2 separate regions of the Zea mays genome follow, and region 2 is linked to region 1. The links are chromatin contacts, called in public Hi-C maps. All regions are on one chromosome and are shown on one strand. The core of a region is the stretch at or near the end of the contact, and the rest is flanking DNA. Distances in the headings are between cores, read along the strand shown.

Region 1 (3,925 bases), core at 925-3,424:
ACGTAGTAGGTGGCCAAAGCCGAGCTCGAGCGAGGCGGAGAATTTGGCTGAGGACCGAACTTGACGTCGGGCGAGGCGGAGAAATCGCCCGAAGGCTGGACCTGGGGTCGGGCGAGGCAGAGAGATTGCGCCCGAAGGCTAGTCTGCTCGGCTTGTCGTATTAGGCGTCCCATCAGAGGGAGGCAGGCGACGTGCGCACACTGTAGTGTAGACGTAATCATGCTGTTGCGCTAGACGTGATCGTTGTCTCGTGAGTCACCGAGCTATGCTAACGCAGCGTGGGTTGGCGCACACACTAAATGCGCATGTCTCCTTCCTGTTTTTGGGCGACCCTGTCCTATTTTCCTAAGGCTGGCTCGGGCGAGACAGACGGTGCAGCGGTGACCTCGGGCGAGGCGGAGTCCTGCCTGAGGTGGGAGACTCTCGGGGAGATGTCTCGGTTTTTTGTGGGTAGCTTGGCTGTCGCCCCTCGAAGGTTTTCGTCCTTGTTTCTCTGTGTGCGTTTGTTAGGGGGTAATTCGGGTTTCCCTAATTATTACCCCTGACACATATAATGTAATAACATTTATTAGGGTATAACTTGCTAATCGAGTCAGCTCACGAGCCAACTTAGAGATGAGCCCAAACTCATTCTTCAACTCGTTTGAGCCAAGTCGAGATTGATCAACCACTAAGTTGAGCTCGGCTTGGGTCATTTCTAGCCCTATCCACACGGCTATGCCCACCCCTTTCCCTTCTTGAGCATGTTTAATTTCACTTATAATACGTTTATGGATGAAAATAAGCGACAATCTGTTCGCTTGGCTTTAATCCGAAACTGCTTCTACTATTTCTACAGTGTTTTGTATCTATGGTTACAGTTGAAATAGTCCGAACAATTGGCTTTAATTCAAAGTGATAGTCCAACTGAGCGTCTAAATTATTTTTGCTTCTTACAAAGTCTACGGTTCATAATTGAATTTGATAAGCAGAAATTAAGAGTATGTTTAGGAGAGTTTCACTTCAAAAATTTCAGCTTCGGGTTTCCAGCTTCATCATAAAACAGCTCTAACAAATTGTTGAAGTGGGTTCGAGTAGTGTTTGACTTGTACATGGGCTCCAGCTTCTGTAATGCAATTGATTTATGTGAGTTTTCTTATTACCCTTGATAATTAGTGGTTGTCACGAGAAAATCAAAGCGCTATGTTGTGTAACCAGTGGCATGGTTGGTAATTTTCATGCAACTTCATGATGAGATGTGAAAATAGTGTTTGTGAAGCACCCTTTGAAGAGCTTCGTAAATTTCATGAAAGTAGTCTCTAGTTTTAATTTTTTAAAGCTAGAGCTCGTGAAGTTTGACCTGCTTGGATGGAAGAAGCTAGAACGGACCTGGAATTTTAAAAGTAAAGTCCTTCCAAATATGCCATAAATAATCGAGAGAATCATTGTGTTTCCTACTTCCTTTGTTCATAAATGTTTGTCGCTATGGTATTCGTGTCAGTCAAACTTTCTTAAGTTTGATTAGATTTATAGAATATATTAGCAATATTTGTGTCTTCAAATAATTTTACTATAATAATAAATTCAAAGATCTATCTAATGATATTAATTATGTACTATAAATATTGTTGAGTTTGTGATCTAAATTCTGAAGAAGAGGGCCAAGTTGGCGAGCGAAGCGAAGGCCCCCGCGGTACAAATCGTTTCCTACTCACCTTAGGGTTTAGCCTTTATAAATACACTTGTAATCTGCAGGAGATCGACCTAATTGTAAATCTTCTGCGATCTGTAACCACCCAAAAAATAGTGATATTCTTCTAGCCGGCGTCCGCGGTTTTTTCACTTTGATTTGTTCCACGTTAAATCTATATCTTCTCTATGTTTGATCAACTTTATATCGTATTGATTCATAACAAATATTAATATTTTTTATATAAATATAGTTAAAGATAAAAATGTTTGATTCCTAAAAAATGAGAATGATCAACATTTGTGACCGAGGGGGTAGAATCTAAGTGGGGTGAGAAGGAAAAAAAACAAACAAACAGGGTCCTTGTGCGCACACTTTTGCGCACGGGAGAAGCTTGGCGTGCGCGCCTCCGTGGTCCGTCGGATGCCCAGGCGGAAGATCCAACGGCAACGCTCCCCAAACCTTATCTTCGCAGCATTGTTGCTGTCCGAGGTCAGCCGCCCTCTCTCTCTCCTCGTGCTCCGATTCGTGGGCTCGAGCTCCGGTGACTAGGAACAGCGGCAAGGTGGGTCCTCCTCCTCCTCCTCCCTCCTCCTCTCAGGTTGTCGGCATGACCGGGTTAGGGTTCGGAGGCTGGGTCCGCCCTTGATCTGGGGCTGCTTGGCCTTGGAGCTCCAGCCTCCCACTGGCAAGAGATACATTTGCTTCTGCTACGGCTTACGGATTGGTTGCCACTTGCCACCAAGACACATTGTGCCCCCTGCCTTCCGTGCTTCTGTGAAGGAGTCATCAATAAACCTCAACGCAGGAAATCGAATTAGATTTAGCCAGATCTAACTTGCGCATTTGCTGTTGATTGGAATGTTATTGCTTCAGCTTCAGGTGGTAGGACATACGAATAGGAAGCTACAGCTTTGTGATGGGAAACATACACCTAGAATCCTGTGTAAAATTGTCTGTTTCGGTTGATCACGCAGTCTTCACATTTATCTATATATTCACTAACGACTCTAGTTCACCAGAAATTCTGATACTTGTTTTCTTATGCAGGAAACAATGCTTCTTTCTCCCTTCGCACCTTTGTGATGCACTGAACACTAGTCAGGAGCTCTAGTAATCCTCTAATGGCCGAATGTTCATTGGCAACGCTGAGAGTGAGAGGCCAGTATCAAGGGAGATGGACCTGGTCCAACAGCAAGTTGAATATGCCAATCATGGATCCAAAGAGGTTGCCATTCTTTTTCCCCCCATCCTTACGTTGAGATAGTCTTGAGTTGTTGGGTTGCCATCCAACTTTTTTCGCATTTACTTTGTTTGCAGGAACTACGCCCTCAAGATTCATCTTCCATGCCAATCCAAAGCAGCAAGAGAATGGACAAGTGTTGCATTTACCCCTTTTGGTTTTCATGGAAGGGATCACAGGGTGGAAACTTCAGTTAAATGTTACTGTTTGCAGCCACTCATGGATTCGGAGAGCATGGTCTCACCAAATCTAATACTGATTTCGGATGAAGCTCTTCTCACTATCAGCATGGTTTTTGCATATTTGGCTGGAGTTGTACCCTCTGGGCAGACATCTCCTCGTGTCAGAAATCAGAATGTTTCTCAACATATTCCAGAGCCAAGCTCCTCTCATTCTGGTAGGTAAGACTAGCTCCATAATTATTACTTCTAGATATCAGAGTGGTGGCATAGCAGAAAAAATAACTGCTAACGCGACTCCTTTTCACAAATTTAGGGACCTAAAGTTCTTGCCTGAAAGGAATGCTGCATTTGACCCCAACGATATGTGGAGTGAAGTGAGTGCTAAACTTTCCAAAGCCTTACAAGCACATGTTCAAGATGCCCTTTTGGATAGCCGAGAGGATGGACTCATGAGTGATAGGAAAAACTATCCTTTGAGTATGCTTGCCATTCATGCTGGTCCCAGATTGCGGCTTCTTCTGATCACATTCCAGCTTCTGGAAATGGAGGCAAGAGGCACACCATAACTCGTTGTTTGACTAGGATTGCTTATGTATACTCAGTTTATTACAAGTTAGTATCTGATCTGTTTTCAACTAAAAGAGGGGTATTAGCACTCTCCCCTTTCTATATTTTATTGGCTCATGACATATAGTATTTTATGTCTATTTGTCTGACTTTATTAAGATTGTGCATTAGAATTATATACTAAAGTGTTACCAGTATCAGTTTTTTTTAACAGTTGACACTAATATAGCTTTTGAACATGTTATAATTGAATATGTAGCTGTT
Region 2 (3,925 bases), core at 960-3,459, 110 kb before region 1:
TCTTTGATTTATAAATATGCAACATATAAATCTCATATCGAATAATACATTCCTGATGAATGATCACTCTCCTATGTAGGGAGAATATCTCCTAGTTGAGACTATCGTTCCCAGATGGAACCTATCCAGAAGAAACAAAGTCTGTGTTGAACACCAAAGTTTGATAATCCCTATAAAGGGATAAAGACCCATACAGACCCGAAAAGGAATAAGATGAGGTACCAAAGTACTTGAAGTTCACCAAATAAGCACATGTATATTTCACGATCTTTACTCACGGTATTTTTTACTAGATGTGGAATTATGGTATCCTCTAAAGCCATGATGGCATAAACCTATAAGGTTTAGGTGTTACTGGCAAAATATCCCCATTGTGCTAGAATGACAGACTATAACGATATATCTGATCGATGAAAAATCTCTGATGGATTACGATCTTTGATGGACTTTTGTTACACCATCATAGATGTTGCAAAGGATGAATGCCTAGAGCGATGTGTCATATTTAGAATATGTACTATTGCAACTATATTATCCCCTAAGTCCTATTGAAGGACATGTTATTTGCTTTGCACAACTATGTATAAATTGTGGTGTAAGATAGAAAATGATAGCACCCCAACCTCATCCATTCTCGTTATTCCAGATGAACAATGAGACATATATCTTGAAGAATATGCTTGAGTTATGAGGGATAACAACTTTGACAGATGTCATCGTCAGGGGGAGCGAATTCTTATATTGATCACAATCGTGAGACAATAAATGACATATTCTATGCCCTGAAAGCATGAGCTTGATGATCAATATATGAATCTTTATAGAACTTTCTATCAAATATATAGATCCAGTCGATCGAACACCATCAGTCAAAGTGGCTTATTTATATTGATATGTGCACTTACCTCGTATATCCTAGAAGTGAGTAGAGGTAAAGTTCCTGAAATAGTCCTTGCAAGGATATGCAATCCGTTTGCTAAATCTTTATGTGTATATACTTCCAGAAGAAGATGTTTCGCCTTATTGATACAGTTTTGCAAGGATCAGGGGGAGCACATTTCTAAAGTTAGCCCTTGTAGAAGGTTCGATAGAATCTAGATCCCAGAGGAACGAAATTTGTCCCGATGACAGTTGTTGTACTCTTTTTCCCTTGGTGAGTTTTTTTTTGAAGTTTCTCACATGAGGTTTTTAACGAGGCAACAAAGTACAAATGCAATTTGTATCACCATGCACTCTTTCTCCACTTTTTTCCCACTGGGTTTTTCAGAGTTTTAACGAGGCATGTGTTGGTCGCGGTATTCGCCCAAGGGGGAGTGTTAAGTAACCCTAGTTAGGGTTATGTGGGCAAATACCGGCTTTGCCCCTGAGGGGTCTCACATCTCTATATAAGGAACCTGTACACCTCTTTATATTACAGAGATCAGAAAGAGGCCAGAGGCCCAACCCTATATCCAGTGTCTCATGTGTTTCCTCTGTCGTGCTTATGGGAAGGAGACGGATTCTCTACATCTTCTTACACCTCTACTGCTGACGAGAGAGAAGGGAGCGGATCTGGTGATCCGTGGTAACGTAGTTTTCAATAGATGCAGGACAGCTTGCGCCACACCACGTCGAGGCAGGCCGCATCGGGACCGTCCCCGCCACCATCGAGACAGTCACGTGTACCGGGGGAAAAAAAGAAATAAACCGGTAACAAGTGCTAGGTGGGCAATTTTCGTGAATCGTTGAAAGCCAGAAATATGTGAAAGAAGGGATAAAAATGTTATCAAAATTGTACTCGGCAAAAACTGTTGTTAGCTGTGGTTTTCGGTAAAAGTCAATCTCTTTAATTGGCTTTCGGTTTTATAAAAAAACAAAAGAGACGGTCAACTAATATAAAAGAGGCCGCTCCTTCTTGGATTCTAGTTCCTCTATTCTTGGAGCTGTTGTTGTGTGCATCCTGGGCAAATAGCACGGACGTCCTCCAACACAGCTTCCAAAGCTTGCACAAGGTTCTCAAGGTAATTCCCGAGTAAAAACTAGCGTAGAGATGAGAGAGTGGCGTGTGCTTCCTGTTGCCTGTGGAAGAGAGAGGACAGCGGAGAGCGAAGGGGACGACGAGCAGCCACAGAGTCAAAAGGAGAGGTGTCGTCGGGCTGATGGTAGCTGGGCCATGGCCCGTAACCGAAAGCGAGGGTGAGCGCACACGAGCTGAGACCTGAGAGAAGAGAGGGCAGAGAGCGGATGGAGCTGACTGGCAACCAGCCGGCCATTGGGCTACGGCCCAACTTGCAAGGGAGGCGCGCAAGAATGCTGCTGGGAGCGAGCAAGAAAAGTTGGGCTAGCCCAAGATAAGGAAAGCGCAGAGAAGGGAAGGGAAAAATAAACAGGCCAAGTCAAGGAGAAACAACGAGCAGGCTTGAATTTGCCAGGCTGCGTACTGAAGAAAAACTCTATTTTCTTTTTACTCAAACCTGAGAAGTCTGAATAATATTTTTTTCTATTGATAGAAAAATCTGGGGAAAAGATTAATAAAACTTATAACCATAGGAAAAAAAATAAAACTGGAACTAAGCATACAAAAATAACATATACCTTCATTAAGAAGAGGGCACGTAGAGAACCGACTCTGAAAAGATTAGCCAAGAAAAAGAAAGCCGAATTTGTTGAGGTTCGGTCTAGTAGTGACGAGGAAGAAAAGTATTTGCCTCCTGTACAAATAGATCAGGTTGAGATCCATATATTTCTTTATAGTCTTGCAGCAGTTTAGGAAGTTATTCGATCTCTAGAAAAAGGCAAAGTAGGTGACGTGCCTCCATGAGATGCTGGTGACTTGCCAAAATTGAGGGCTTAGCTTCGCATCAAGGTAAAAATATCGTTGAGATTCAAGTGAAAGTTGAGCATGCTAATAGTTCTGTTGCCGATGTCACAGCGCCTACGTCCGAAGCCCCTACGATGAAAGCTGAAACACAGAAGGGTACCATTTTTGCAAGTGTCAACTTTGACGATGATGACAATGTATTTGATGAGGAAGCCGAAAAGGCAAGAGTTGCTCATTTAAACGAGAGCACCATCAATGCCATTATTGGTGGTCGGGTATCCAAACACCTTGAAGACAGTGTCACCATTGGTAAGTAATGTTTTTGTTGTAAACTTTTATTGTTGATGGATGTTGACTATATTTTTTTTTATCTTAGGTGATATATTTGTTGAGTCATGTGCTCAAAAGGAGGGCACCATAAATGTTGACAAGATAGAAGAGGTGATTGACGAGCCCTATACTTGAGTAAAGATTCTCGTAGATACTCGCTTTGAGGAGACTACAAAAGTAAATGGTGATGCATATCGGCGATGCTTAAAATTCTGTCAAGATGAATGTTTGTCTCTAGATGCTTTTAAATTCATTAGCATTGATTTGAAAAAGCTTCGAGTTGTGCCAAGGCCTTCAAAATTAAAGCTATCCAAATGCATCGATGACACCTCTATTGCTTTAGCGTATAAGGTTAGGTGCTCTAATTTATCTTTAGTTCGTTTTTGGTTGTTAGTTTTATTGATGTTTTGTTGGTATCGAATACTTTGCTTATGCGAGGTATATGAATGTGAGTTGAATCTACCACCAAGGGTTTATTGTTACGTGAGAAGAAAATGGCCGAAGAAATTACTTCATTAAAGGCTCAGTTCGTTAAAAAATAAAAGAAAATGACTTCATGTGTTGAGACCTTGTATATGATTGAGTCTTCGCTCCTTTGGGTTTCTATCCGTTTAGTGGTTGTAAAGTTGAAAAATAGAGTTGGGTGAGAAGCAAAGGAGGTATTTAGAGAAAAAAAATTGAATGAGAAAGATAAGTATTTTCTTTGCTCAACAAATTGCTCATGGGAGCTTAGCCTAGACTGCTATGACAATTTTGGAGCTAAACCCAAAAGTGTTTGCTGCAAGAAAAGGGATT

Evidence for each region. A called contact is a pair of places that touch in the nucleus more often than the background predicts.
Region 2: a contact with region 1 is called in a Hi-C map of ear, with 2.5 times the contacts expected there. The contact joins the enhancer-like site here to the promoter of LOC100381605 in region 1. A contact is called at or near these places in 3 of 25 Hi-C or Micro-C datasets (ear, leaf and tassel).

What each region holds. Positions count from the first base shown.
Region 1 is chr5:167,950,595-167,954,519 of Zm-B73-REFERENCE-NAM-5.0, reverse strand. It overlaps LOC100381605, which reads left to right and starts at 2,174. Exons shown (of 9, transcript NM_001174423.1): 1 at 2,174-2,234; 2 at 2,720-2,897; 3 at 2,990-3,313; 4 at 3,408-3,642. The coding sequence starts at 2,794.
Region 2 is chr5:168,058,390-168,062,314 of Zm-B73-REFERENCE-NAM-5.0, reverse strand. No RefSeq gene overlaps it. Among protein-coding and RNA genes, the nearest start is that of LOC100191201, 37 kb to the right of the region's middle. Within about 2 kb of position 2,209, at least 17 of the 20 cell types and tissues checked have an H3K27ac peak or open chromatin away from gene starts, as enhancers often do. A contact at or near this core is called in ear, leaf and tassel, where this site is marked.